Linked DNA regions of Mus musculus: region 1 is linked to region 2. Evidence: chromatin contacts called from public promoter capture Hi-C data. All regions are on one chromosome and are shown on one strand. The core of a region is the stretch at or near the end of the contact, and the rest is flanking DNA. Distances in the headings are between cores, read along the strand shown.

Region 1 (6,919 bases), core at 205-2,704, 270 kb before region 2:
AGGTATAGATCCATAGGGACCAATGCAAACTCTTAACAATTTTCAAAAATTAATAGGAGATATTAAATGATTGAGGTGTACAGTTGGATTAAGTACATAAGAATTAAGTAATTTGTTTCAAGCATTACAAGGAGATTCAAATTTGAACAGTCCAAGATGCCTAACAACTGAAGCAGAAAAAGAGTTAACTCCGGTAGAACAAAGACTACAAGAGGCATATGTGGATAGAATCAATCCTAAACTTGATAATAAACTGCTCATTTTGCCTTCAACTTCTTCTCCTGTTGGGCTCATTATGCAAAGAGAAGATAGTATTATGGAATGGATTTTCTTAGCTCATAAACAAGGTAAAAAATTGAAGACATATATAGAAAAGATTTCTGAATTAATTATAAGAAGTAGAATAAGATTTCATCAAATGTCAGGAACAAAGCTGGCTGAAATTGTAGTGACTCTTACAAATGCTGAGATTATATCATCATGGGTGATCAATGAAGATTGGCAAGAGTTTGTAGCAACTATTTGGGTGAGATTAATAGAAAATATCTTAAAAGCGTATACAGTTTATAAAAAGAACTAAATGGATTTTTCCATATGTAGTAAAGAGAACATCAATTCTAGAGGCACTGACATTTTATACTGATGGAAAAAATAGGGATGGCAAGTTATAAGTCAGACAAAATAAACAAGGTTATCAAAATTCCATATACATCTGTTCAAGAATCAGAATTGTATGCAAGCCTTATGTTATTATTAGATTATCCTGAATCTGTTAACATAATTACTGATTCTTTATATGCAGAAAGAGTTGTTTTGCACACAGAGACTGCTGAATTTGATAACTCATTTAACTTTGTTATTTATACGACTGCAACAAGCCATCAGAAGTAGAAACCATCCATTATGTATTATTCAGGTTTGCCAGGTGCATTAGCTCACGGAAACAAAGACATCGACGAATTATTAATAGGAAATGTGTTAGAAGCCTCAAAATTTCATGAGAAACAAAATTTTAACAGGAAAGGTTTAAAGAAAAAAACTTCCACCACTTGGCAACAAGACAAAGAAATTAATAATAATAATAATAACAACAATGTCCTTCGTGTTCTCTCCATCACCAAACTCCTGCAGGTAGTAACCCCAGGGGTACCAAGGGAAATGGCATCTAGCAGATGGGTGTTTTCCATGTTATAGAATTTGGAAAACAGAGGTATACACCATACCATTGACATGTACTCAGGGTTTCAATGTTCTGAAAGGCTGATTGTGCAATTACACATTTATTGCAAATAATGGCAATCATGGGGATATTTGCCCCACCATCCTTTAATTCAATCTCTAAAATTACAAACTGTCATCTTCCCTAAAAGATTTTCTGCACAGCTCCTGACGGATGTGGTTACTAATTTTTTTTTTAACAGATGGCTCTGCTTCTGGTATGGCAGTGGTATTTTCCTCTAACAAAATGTTCCAAAACCTAACTACTTTCACTTCTGCTCAAAAGGTCAAAATTGCTACAGCTATACTTGCTTTTTGAAATTTTGCCAACTCCACTTCTCAACCTTTATACAGATTGCATGTTGCATGACTGTTTCCAGTCATTGAGAGTGCTATTATTAATCACAACAAAAAAAAAACAAAATAATGACCTTTTAATGGAATTACAAACTCTGGTTCAGGGCCGGGAATTCCCCCACTTTGTAACTCATGTTACAGCTCACCCTTCTCCTCCTGGAGTACTAGCAGAGGGTAATCGTGCTGCTGACATTAACCACTCAATTAGCCTTGGCAATCATTACACCACCAGAAAAAGCGAAGGATGCTCATGAGGTCCATCATCAAAACTCTCACGCTCTCCAAGTTTCATATTCCTAGAAAGGCAGCATGTCAAACTTAAGCAATGCCCTGCCTATCTATCTATTCAACCAACTTTGGAAATAGATATCAACCCTCATGGTTTGCACCCAGGGTAAGTCAAGTGAATGTAAGATGTTGATACCTTTTCACATGTCCTAATGCCACAGACCAATCTGAAGAGGCTTTGAAGGATGTTGTTCAGCACACGTTTTTCTGTTTCTCCTTTTTGGGTATTCCTTCCCATGTTAAATCTGATAGAACCCTTGTGTATTCTAGCAAAGACTTTGCCACCTTCTGTGTGACTTTTAAAGATTTATTTATTTTATGTGTATAATTACACTGTAGCTGTACAGATGGTTGTAAGCCTTCATGTGGTTGTTGGGAATTGAAGTTTTAGGACCTCTGCTTGCTCCAGTTGGCCCTACTTGCTCAGTCCCTGCTTGCTCCAGCTCAAAGATTTATTTATTATTATACATGATAAATGTACACTGTGTACACTGTAGCTGTCTTCAGACACACCAGAAGAGGATGTCAGATCTCATTACAGGCGATTGTGAACCGACATATGGTTGCTGGGATTTGAACTCAGGACCTTTGGAAGAGCAGTCCGTGCTTTTACCCACTGAGCCATTTCGCCAGCCCCTCTGTGCTACTTTTAAAGTTAGACATACAACTGGCATACCATGCAACCCTCTAGGTCAAACCACTGTAGAATGCTTACATTAAGGCCCAACATCATTTCAAAGATGGGAACTTAAATATTATTCTCCTGCATATCTGCTTTCCCATGCCCTTTTTGTCTTAAATTACTTAAATAAAGGAAGCGATGTCTTGACTGCTATGACCACTGGGCACAAAAAGACATAAAGCCTTTGGTACTGTGGTAGGATTTGCTGATGGCACAATGAAAAGGCCTGGATGTCCTTTTGATGTCTGGTTGAGGCTATGCTTGTATTTTTCCTACAGATGTAGAATCCCCATCTGGGTCCCACATGTCAAACCAGCCACTCCACCTAATGGCTCCCAATAGAAGGAAAGTGCACAAATGCCATCATCCCCCACGGAATGATCCAGTGTCCCCACCAACAGCAACAGCTCAGTTCATGGATCACTTCCTGGATCAGTTACTCTAACAGTTACACAGAGGGGACAGATCCCTAACTGGGGACAGCTGAAGTTATTATCTGAAGGGGCCACAGTTTTATCTCTCATTAATACCATAAAATATTCTTGTTGGCATGTTTTCTCTATTAACAGTTAAACCCTGATGTTTGGTTTCTTAAGCTATATTTGCCACACCTGTATGATGATAGTCATTTTGAATATGAACTGTCTCTGCTGAGCAAGTTGCCTAAATGCAAAGAAGCCAAACAAATGGACTTCATTTGGGATATGGCACCTATTGTGGCTACCCAAAGTGGTTTTCTTGTGGCTTTTCTAATTTAGTTTTCTATACTACCTTCAAGAAGATTTGGGCTTGATCAGTGAATAGTCCTTATCATGACTACCAGAAATATCTCAAAGAGCACAGCTTTATACAAGATAAACACACACTATGCCTAACGAGATTTTGGCACCTGATACCTTCTGGGGTGGGTAATGCCAAGTTATCACCCCTTTAAAGCATTAAAGCAATGCCTATGCAGGATGGTCTGCTCTGCTTGTTTGCCGCCACACTCAAGGTTACGCTCATAAGGCCTAGAAGTAACTAACCTTCAACAAGCACTCCAGTTGCAGCTTGTGTTTCTTCTCCCTTCTCCATCTTGTATAAGGATCCAACAGGCATAATAGAGATAAAGGGTATTATGGGAGTTTACTCATCTATGTTGGCTATACAATGGCAAACTGCATTAGCTCCACCAGCAAGGACACCTTCCTTATGCGGAGACAGCCACAGCCGAATCAGTTATGTTTATTGTTAATGTGTCGGAGTCCTGGTTATCAAATACAGGTATTGAGGCCTTACATAGGGCTGCTCTATCTTTAAAATTCGGGAAGAGATTTTGTTGCAGCTTTGACACTAGATGTTTCTGCTATAATTTCCAGTTTCCAGTTTTGCTATGGTGACCACATACTTAGTGAAGGGGTTACACACTGGCAATCATGTGGACCAGCTTCTCAGGAACATTTTCTTAGCCTTAATAGAACATAGACAGAGGGCTGCAAGGTAGAGTGAATGCCTTGGAAGAGGCTGTTCTCTTTATGGGAAATCAGATCCAGAATATAAAAACAGACTTTCTGTCCAACGTCACTCTTTTTAAATGGGTTTGTGTGACACCCCTGCAATAGGAGACTGAGGTGGATGGGTAAAGGGCTCTGGAATCACTCTGAGTTGGCTATTAATTTAGAATCCTTACATCAATTACTGGTATTAGTTATTCCCATGCTGGGTTGGCCTCTCTAGAGGCAGTGGTGGCAGCCTTCTCCACAGCCGTGGATCTTTTGTATACTTCATCCCAAACCCTATTGGTTAGCAGTGCTATTGCAGTTGGCCTGTTTTTAATTGTGATTCTTCTTCTAGTCGTTATCAGACAGATCAGGAAAGCAGTATATACCCTGATGACGTGAAATTAAAACAAAAAAGGGGAGATGTCAGGTGTGACATGGTTGAGAATGTGGCTGCATGACAGTTTTGGCTGCTGGAGCACCATCAACCTGATGAATCCATCTCTGGCTTTCTAGTATACAGATGGCGTTGCTCTTTCTTGTGTGCATTGTCTGTTTTGCTTTATCCTATACCATATTTGACCTCAAATACAATTCTGGTAAAAATGTCTGGGAACAGGATTGAGGGCATTACTAGAGAAGGAAATGACTCTGATGTCTATTAGGAACAAACTGCTCTGGCCCTGGCCATTCAAGCAGTCAACCCAGGCCTGTTGGGACAAGGGGTTTTGGATATGGAGGCTGACTGACTTAATTGTTCTCTGGGAAATTTTAGCCAACTCATGATGATTAAATTCCACCAGGAAATATTTGAGGCAGGAAATGATTTTGAGAACCCTGAAGCCTTACTACTTAAAACAAAGCAAAACAAAACAAAAAAACGGAAGACCCCCAAGGAAAAGGAACACTGGGCCTGGGTCACTAAGGACAGGGATGTCTGCGGAAAATACAAGGGACAAGATAGAGGAAGAAATAGCTGGATCTACTGAACTAGTAGTGAGCAATGGTGAGCCCCCATGAAGGGAAATCTCTAAGAATAAAAAGTTTGACCCAGAAAGATTATTGGGGAAAACTGGAAGACACATGTATAATAAGAAAGATAAAAGGATGGGTAGAAGAAGAGTCTGGACCCTGAGAGGAGGCCAATGAAGCAGTGAACTGACCTTCCTGCAAAGACTGGAACATACTGATTTTACCCCCTGCCTAAGGAAACTAGGATACAAGTTCTAAGGGATAGAATTTGGGCTTGTGAAGAAGCCCTGGGGGAAACTGCAAAGGCAATTAATACTGCATGTGGAAAAACGTTTGAGAAGCACTGTAGAAATAGATATTTGGATACTTCAATAAACCAGAGGGAGAGATTCTGTAAATTTAGACAAGCTAAAATATTAACATTACCCTGATCTACTCAGCACCTTTCTCTTCTCATGTTAATGCTGTAACTGCAAGTTCACATCCAGATGACTCGTGATTTGGAAGATTTTCTGAGAGTTAAAACTTAATGTATAACTTGCTTTTGAACACATGGAGTGTGACTTTATGTGTGCATTGTGCTTTCTGGAGAAATAGTGACATGGGGTTTTTTGATCTTAGCCATTCTGATTGGTGGAAGGTAGACTCTCAGGGTCATTTTGATTTACTTTTCACTGATGACTAAGGATGTTGAATACTTCTTTACAGAGACAGGTGCAGAGAAAACAACCTCGGCACAGGTGAACACAGAATGATCCAGAGAGTGAGAAGGAGCCAGAAGATTAGAACAGATTGCCAAAGGTAGTATAAGGCCAAGAAGAGCAATTCAGTGAGAAGCCAGGGGGAGCTGGATTGAATAGTCATATTGAGAAAATGATATTGCATTGAGGCAGGAAGCTTCTGGGCTTAGGCCTAGGATAGTTAGAACAGAGAAATAAGTGCTCTGGGCTCAGGCCAAGCTGTGTATTTGTACAGCTTGGGTACAGCTCTCATCTCATCCCATCATATGAGGAGATAAAAGCAACATTTAAAAATAGATAATAATAAAGAGTGGACTCTCAAATGGACAGGAAGGCATGAGATTCTGAAGAAGGTGTATTCACTGAAAGAAGAAATGTATACATTAAGACCCAGAGATGTTAGTAGTATTTATGGTGGAAAGATGAAACAATTATTGCCTAATGGCATCTATTCTTTCAAAGGTAAGAGCACCATTTAGAGTAGAGTAAGAGAAAGGGTTAAAAGTTTGAGGAGAGAGATGTTAAGCAACTTGGAGAGTAAGCAAGCACAGCATATTCATATTAGTATGGCAGCTCACCTCAACGTGAGAAGCACTAAAAATGTTTGTGAAGAATGATAGAGAAGAAGAATCAGGAAAGAACTGTGATACATATTTAAAGCTTAAGAATGTCTTAAGAATAATCTGTAGAGAAATCTGTATCCAAAATTCTTGCCTACAATTCATTCCTTGGCACAGCAGAACAGTCAACTCTTAGCTTAGCTACTATGGAGGCAAAATCCTTTGGTGATGTGAGGGACACTGAAGTACAGCCTTATTACAATGAACTCCAATGTCCAAAAATTGTTCTTATTTTGGGTTTATGCCATGGTAAGAGCCAAGATTTTAAGCTCTACTAAAAACAAAACAAACAAAGAAAAAGACTTTATTTATTTATGTTCATTAAAAAAACTAATAGTGATAAATTATTTTAAACTATCATACAGTTAATATATTTGGAATTATTTAAAATTTATGTTGAGAAAAATGTATTTTCAGTATTGCTGTAGACAAGCATCTACATAAAACTGTTCAACTGATTGTTTTATATCAAACAACTCTTATAATACTCATTTTTATTGTTATAATATTTTATAAATTTTAAAGAATATGATAAAAAAAGAAAGGTATGGCAGGTATTGAAGG
Region 2 (6,576 bases), core at 3,940-6,439:
CCCCTCCCCCATAATTTAGAGGGGGAAACTTAATAATTTGACTTGCTTGTCAAGGACCTTTCCTCACAGAATTCCCATCAACCCAGATGTCACTGGTAGTTACTGCCACTTCTAGAAAATTAAGCATTTTGAGCTAGTTAAAAATAAAACAATAACTGGGCACACACCTTTAATTCAGCACTCTGGAGGGAGAAGCTGTTGGATCTCTGTGAGTTCAAGGCCAGCCTGGTCTACAAAGAGAGTTCCAGGACAGTCAGAGTGACACAGAGAAGCCCTGTTTGGAAAAACAAAACAAAACAAAACAACAACAACAACAACAAAACCCAGAACAAACAAAATACCAGTAAGTCTCCTCTCCTCCCCACCAAAACTTAGTATTTTGTAATTAATGTAACTATAACCTATAACTGGGATTTGTGAGTACCTAACCGCTATGGTTACCTTATATACTGGCTAGTTTTGTGTCAACTTAACACAAGCTGGAGTTATCACAGAGAAAGGAGCTTCAGTTGGGGAAATGCCTCCATGAGATCCAGCTGCAAGGCATTTTCTCAATTAGTGATCAAGCAGGGAGGTCCCCTTGTGGGTGGTGCCATCTCTGGGCTGGTAGTCTTGGTTCTGTAAGAGAGCAGGCTGAGCAAGCCAGGGGAAGCAAGCCAGTAAGGAACATCCCTCCATGGCCTCTGCATCAGCTCCTGCCTCCTGACCTGCTTGAGTTCCAGTCCTGCCTTCCTTGATGAACAGCAGTATGGAAGTGTAAGCTGAATAAACCCTTTCCTCCCCAACTTGCTTCTTGGTCATGATGTTTGTGCAGGAATAGAAACCCTGACTAAGACACCTTAGTTGATATAACCAAGAGATTCTACTGCTTGTGAAGAAAAGAACTTAGGTGTGGTATCCATATAGTAAAATACAATTTAGCAGTAAAGACTGAAATAGATTAGTTACTTAGAGTTGGGTGGGAAGAAAGAGTGGTTACTAATGGGTAGATTTTGAGAGGAAGGGGATGAGGAGAAGTGCTTGCATGACTGCATATTACCTAACAATCTACTTAAAGGCATGTGTTCTCTAGTACATGGACTACATATAGTTCAGTAAAGCAGCAAGGAGTGAGGGAAGCAGAAAGGGAAGTGATGAGTTGAGCTGACTCTATGGGCATAGACCTTGTTTTCCCCCACCCCTCTTATAGCTCTCACCAATGCCAGCTCTTTGGTGTAGGGAATTCTTGCTTCCAGGGCAGCAATGCAAGCACAGTGTGCAACCTCTCTAAATAAGTTAGCCAAGCTGCATGTACCTGAGTACCAGTTTTCCCATATCAAGGCATCATTCTCAGAGAAAGCTAATGTATGCCAATATCCTTTGCCACTGTTTTGTTGAAAAATAACCCTGGAAATAACACTCTTTGGATGTGCCAAATGTTGTAGCATAGTGAACCGAGTTAAACTCTTGACTTGGCTCATTGCTCTGTCAACCAGCTTAAATAAACAACTCTTAATTACAGTTAGAGCAGGAGTGTCTCAGGACTCTGCATCGAACCTGCAGTGTTTTTTAATAGTGTGTTATCTACAAATTAGGATCCGCTTTTGTTTGGGGTTTACTACAATTGAGGGAGGGTGACAGATGACACACTAGCCCTGTAATTTGTTGGCTTTAGTGTAAAATACCTGCTTTCTTCTATCATTAAACCCTGGAAGAATGAAAGTTAAGACAGTTTGTGGTAATTTCATATGCTTAGATTATACACATTCTCCATTCCAGCCATTCTGATCATACTGTGCAACATAGAAAAAGATTGTACAATTATAATGAAATTTGAGGACTAAGCTATCTTCCTTTGAAGGTTTTCAAGCCTTTTTAGGCAGATCCACCCCCCCCCCCCCAGGGCTTCTCTGTGACGCCTTGGCTGTCCTGCAGCTTTCGCTGTAGACTAGACTGACCTCACAGAGATCTGCCTGCCTCTGCCTCCCAGTACTGGGATTAAAGGCGTGCACCATCACCACAACCCAGTGGTAGCAGTTTTAAATTTTGGGATGTTCTGTCCAAAATAAGTGCTCTGGCATTTTTAATATCTGTTCAGTCAGGGCTGTCATGAATGAATGGATAAACATTTTTGTTCTTAACTCTTTGAGAGAGTCCCCCTATGTAGCCTTGACTGGTCTGGAACTCTCCATATGTATCAGGGTAGCCTTGAACTTGTGGCAGCCCTCCTGCTTCTGGGATTACAGGTATATACCATCACATCTATCAATGGCCTGCTTTAGACTTTGGAACCTACTCAACATTAGACTGTTGGAACTTATTAAACATTTCTTTTGTTGTTTGTATTTTGAGATAGAACTGTATTTTGGCTGTTCTTGGCCTTTCTTCCCTCAGTTCCCAAGTGCTGGTATTATAAGCATGGCACCTATTATTTAAAATTTCTAATACCTGGAATTTTGACTTCTATTAGTACCATTTTCCAAACAGTTTGGTTTTTGTGTGTTTTAATATGGATATTTTGTAGAATTTAGTGCTAGGGAGAGTTTTTGACATATCAGTGGTAGCTGTTACAATGTAGACAAATGCTAGAGTAAAAGTAAGATGGTCTCTGAATGTTGGAGTAGGTGGTTCTGTATTCCTAAAAGGTGGCAGAGGGAAAAACCCATGTCTTGACCTTTGCCTGAAAAGAAATCTCTCGAGCTATAATTAGCTCTCTGAAGTTGTGAGTGTACAGAGAATGTGCATGACTGATACTGCTTTACATTTAAGTGTACGCCTGCAGTCCCAGGATTTAGGAGGCCAAGGAAGATTGAGAATTGTAACCTATCCTGGGCTACCTGGTGTAACATTGTCTCAAAAAAAAGAAAGGAAGAAAGAAAGAAAGAAAGAAAGAAAGAAAGAAAGAAAGGAAGAAAGGAAGAAAGAAAGGAACAAGTGAATCAAAAAGAAAATTTAAACATAGAAGTAGTGTGTAGCTACATTATCATGCTTCTTGAGAACCATAAATGATTAATTTTGTAGCAATTTTTCCAAACTTACAGACTTGAAAACTGCTTTTATGTGCATGGGTATTTTGTGAATGGTACCTGTAGAGGCCAGAAGAGAGCATTGGATCTCCTGAAACTGGAGTTACAAATGGTTGTTAGCTACCAATTGGGTACTGGGAATTTAATTTGGATCTTCTAAAAAAGCAGTCATATTCTTAACTGCTGAGCCATCTTTCTAGCCTTCATAGTACCCTTTTTGTTGTTTGTTTGTTTGTTTTTTTATATAGGATCTCGATATTTAGCTCGGGCTGTTTGAAACTCACTATGTAGACTGATCGTGAATTTACAGAGATCTCCCTGTCTCTGCCTCTGGTGCTGGGATTAAAGGCATATGCCACCACATTCAACAACTTAAATATTTTTAAGTGTACTCTATGCACTTTGAGTGTATCAGACCTATAAAACTTTTTCATCTTGCAAAGTTGAAACTCCACCCATTGAAATTCTCCCTGTTTCCTTCTAGTCTCTGACCCCACCCTAGTCCTTGGTAACCACATCCTATTTTCTGTTTCTATTAGTTTGACTCTCTTAAAATATCTTGTGTAAATAGAACCCTGCAGTATTTCCCACCCGTTACCTCCTCTCCTGTCCTCCCTTCCTCTCCTTTTCTCTTTCTCCTCCAGTTCCTATCCTCCACTTCTTTCCTCCTCTTCTCTCCCTTCTCCTCCTTCCTCTTCCCCTCTCTCCTTTCTTGAAAAACAAAACAAACAAAAATATTAATAGCACCCCCCCATGTTTACTCCCTCTCTCAAGACAGGGTTTCTTCACTGTGTAGCTGTGGCTATCCTGGAGCTCAGTCTGTAGACCAGACTGTCCTCGAACTCAGAGGTCTGCCTGCCTCTGCCTCCAAGTGCTGGGACTAACTATGTTCATTACCACCATCCAGCTTAATGCCTTTTTGTGTTATTAGAATAACTAGTATTTTAGTTAGTATGTAGAGTAATAGGTTCATTGTGACATTTTCATCTTTGTCATGTGTATTATTGTGCTTTGTTCATATCCTTGCCTCCATCACCCATGTCTCCTCTCTCCTCATTTTCCTTTTCTGCCTCTTTTTTTTTTTTTTTTTTTTTTTTTTTTTTTTTTTGGTTTTTTGAGACAGGGTTTCTCTGTGTAGCCCCGGCTGTCCTGGAACTCACTTTGTAGACCAGGCTGGCCTCGAACTCAGAAATCCGCCTGCCTCTGCCTCCCAACTGCTGGGATTAAAGGCGTGTGCCACCACGCCCGGCTCCTTTTCTGCCTCTTAAATAGTGGTATGTGTTTCTATAATCTGAAAATGAGAAAAAAATGTGCAATACTTGATCTTTCCTCTTTTGTTCCCCTCTCCTTCCTTCTAACCCCTTCCTTCCTTTTAATTATATTCACATCTCATGTATATTTAAATATTTAAATCTAGATCTACATATAGAGAGAATGCTTAGTGCTTATCTTCCTGGTTTCTTAGTAAATCTTCATACTATTCTTCATAGTGGTTATACTTTTTCCTCCACATTCCTGCCAGTGGTGTGCAAGGACTCCAGTTCTTTCATACTCTATTTAGCTTTTGCTGTTTTCTGTTTCTGGATTGTCATCTATCTTGAATCTCTTCCCCATTTCTTCTAGGGTTCATCTCTAATTATAGGAGAAAGTGATGTGACCAGATTCTGAAGAGTGCATTTGCTAAATAACACATGAATGCACTGTAGCCTTCTGTTCTGCTGGCCTAGCAGAACAGCCTGCTCTACCGGTACAGAAGCACCCTCCCATCTTGTTCTAGCAACATCTTCCCCAAGGGGCAAATCTGGCTGGGCCTCCCTCCTTTGTACTTGTCCTTCAGTGGACTCGCTTTTTCCCTCCTAGTGGCCTTCCTTTACCTCAGGAGACCTGGTTCTGTGGAGAACATGGCCCTTTGTTCCAGCAGACCTGAGAAACTTGACTTTTCCAAACATACTAGCATGCTACTCAGTCTTCGTGTCTACTCAGTCCTTTCCTCTTTGCTTTAAGTTAGTTTTAATTTTTCTCTTGTAGTGCTGTGGATTGCAGCAGGAGCATGTGCATGCTAGACAAGTGCTCTGCCCCTTAACCGCTTCCCCAGTTCTAGTGTTCCTCTTCGTCCTGTAGAGCGCTTCCTCTGCCAAGTCTTTATATCTGCTTACCTGGTTTATTCTCTCTTATCTTTTAAGTCTCAACTCAAAGAGGAAGTAACCTTTGAACATCCCTCTCTAAGACCTACAGACTCTAAGCAAATGATAGCCAGTATCTCTTACAAGATACTGAAGCATCTTGGGCTTTTTCCTATCTTTTCTCAAAGGTGTGAGCTGCTTGAGAGCTGAAATGTCCATTTCCTCTCTGTCTGCTTTGTCTGGCTCAGGGTAGGTGGCCAATAAATGTTTGTGGGGTACAGTGAATGTGCTTAAACATTTATAGAGATACGGAGGGGTTTTTCTGGGGAAATGGGCCAGGAGTGTTTGCTGTATGTATACCCAGCTGTTGTTGCTGAGATCACACAGGCACCCCCACAGCTGGTTCATGGTATAGAGTCTTGTGGAACTGATTAGATACATTAATCCCTTATGTGAAAGAATGTGTACACAGTAAGTAAAAGCACACAGCTGGTCATATCCTACAAGCCTTAATTGCCTCTTGCCACTTCTATCTGATCTGCTTTACTCCCAAAGCCTGTCTGGTAGCTATACTTCTAACTGCTAATTGCGTCTGTTGCTGTGAAGAGATACCATGACCACAGCAAATCTTATAAAGGAAAACTTTTAATTGGCTCATTATCATCATGGCAGGAAGCATGGAGGCACACAGGCAGACATGAAGCTGGAGAGATAGCTGAGAGTTCTACATCTAGATCAGCAAACAACAGGAAGAGAGGGAGAGAGACAGTGGGTCTGGCTTGAGCATTTGGAACCTGAACGCCTACCCCAGGGACATACTTCCTTTAAAAAGGCTACACCTACTCCAACAACCCCATACCTCCTAGTAATGCTGTTTCCTATGAGCTTGTGGGGGCCATTTATATTCAAACCACCATGCTGGCCTTTGACTCCCGGAGTTTCACCTGAGTCCTCCATGGTCATATAAACAATACACTTGGCTTTAACTTTTCAATACATTTTTATTCAGATATAGTTGTGTGTATATGTGTGTGTGATTGCATATGTGCTATAGCATACACATGAAGGGCCAGCTGTTGCAGGAGTTGTTTTTTTTCTTCCACTTTTTCCATGAAGTAAACATGAGACCTATAGACTGAAGCTTGTAGTTACCACCTGAGGTAGCAGACCTTAGCAGTTCCTCTGTTATTAAGCACACTAGTAGGAGAATTTTTCCCTTCCCAGAGAATACCACATATTTGCCACCTGGAAAGAAAATGTGACATTTGCAAATTGCCTAGGTTTGGTTGCTTTTTGACATATATGTTAGAGAAGAATGGCTAGCTCTAATAAAATGCAAGTTATGTTTGAGAGCATTACGAACTTTCTTCCGTGAGTTTCTTGCTGAATGATTGCCTATGCTCAGCTGTCGATGCAGTTTTTCCCAGTTATCTGCTCCTCAAGTCCAT

Evidence for each region. Capture Hi-C pulls out chosen DNA fragments and counts their contacts.
Region 1: a promoter capture Hi-C map of adipose tissue shows a contact between it and region 2. The contact joins two enhancer-like sites. A contact is called at or near these places in 1 of 484 Hi-C or Micro-C datasets (nephron progenitors) and 1 of 9 other capture datasets (adipose tissue).

The regions. Positions count from the first base shown.
Region 1 is chr5:108,241,201-108,248,119 of GRCm38.p6, reverse strand. No RefSeq gene overlaps it. Among named protein-coding and RNA genes, the nearest start is that of Dr1, 24 kb to the left of the region's middle. Within about 2 kb of position 1,454, at least 34 of the 459 cell types and tissues checked have an H3K27ac peak or open chromatin away from gene starts, as enhancers often do. A contact at or near this core is called in adipose tissue, where this site is marked.
Region 2 is chr5:107,977,069-107,983,644 of GRCm38.p6, reverse strand. The region is part of intron 1 of Dipk1a (divergent protein kinase domain 1A); the gene reads left to right. Among named protein-coding and RNA genes, the nearest start is that of Dipk1a, 6.7 kb to the left of the region's middle. Within about 2 kb of position 5,189, at least 73 of the 459 cell types and tissues checked have an H3K27ac peak or open chromatin away from gene starts, as enhancers often do. A contact at or near this core is called in adipose tissue, where this site is marked.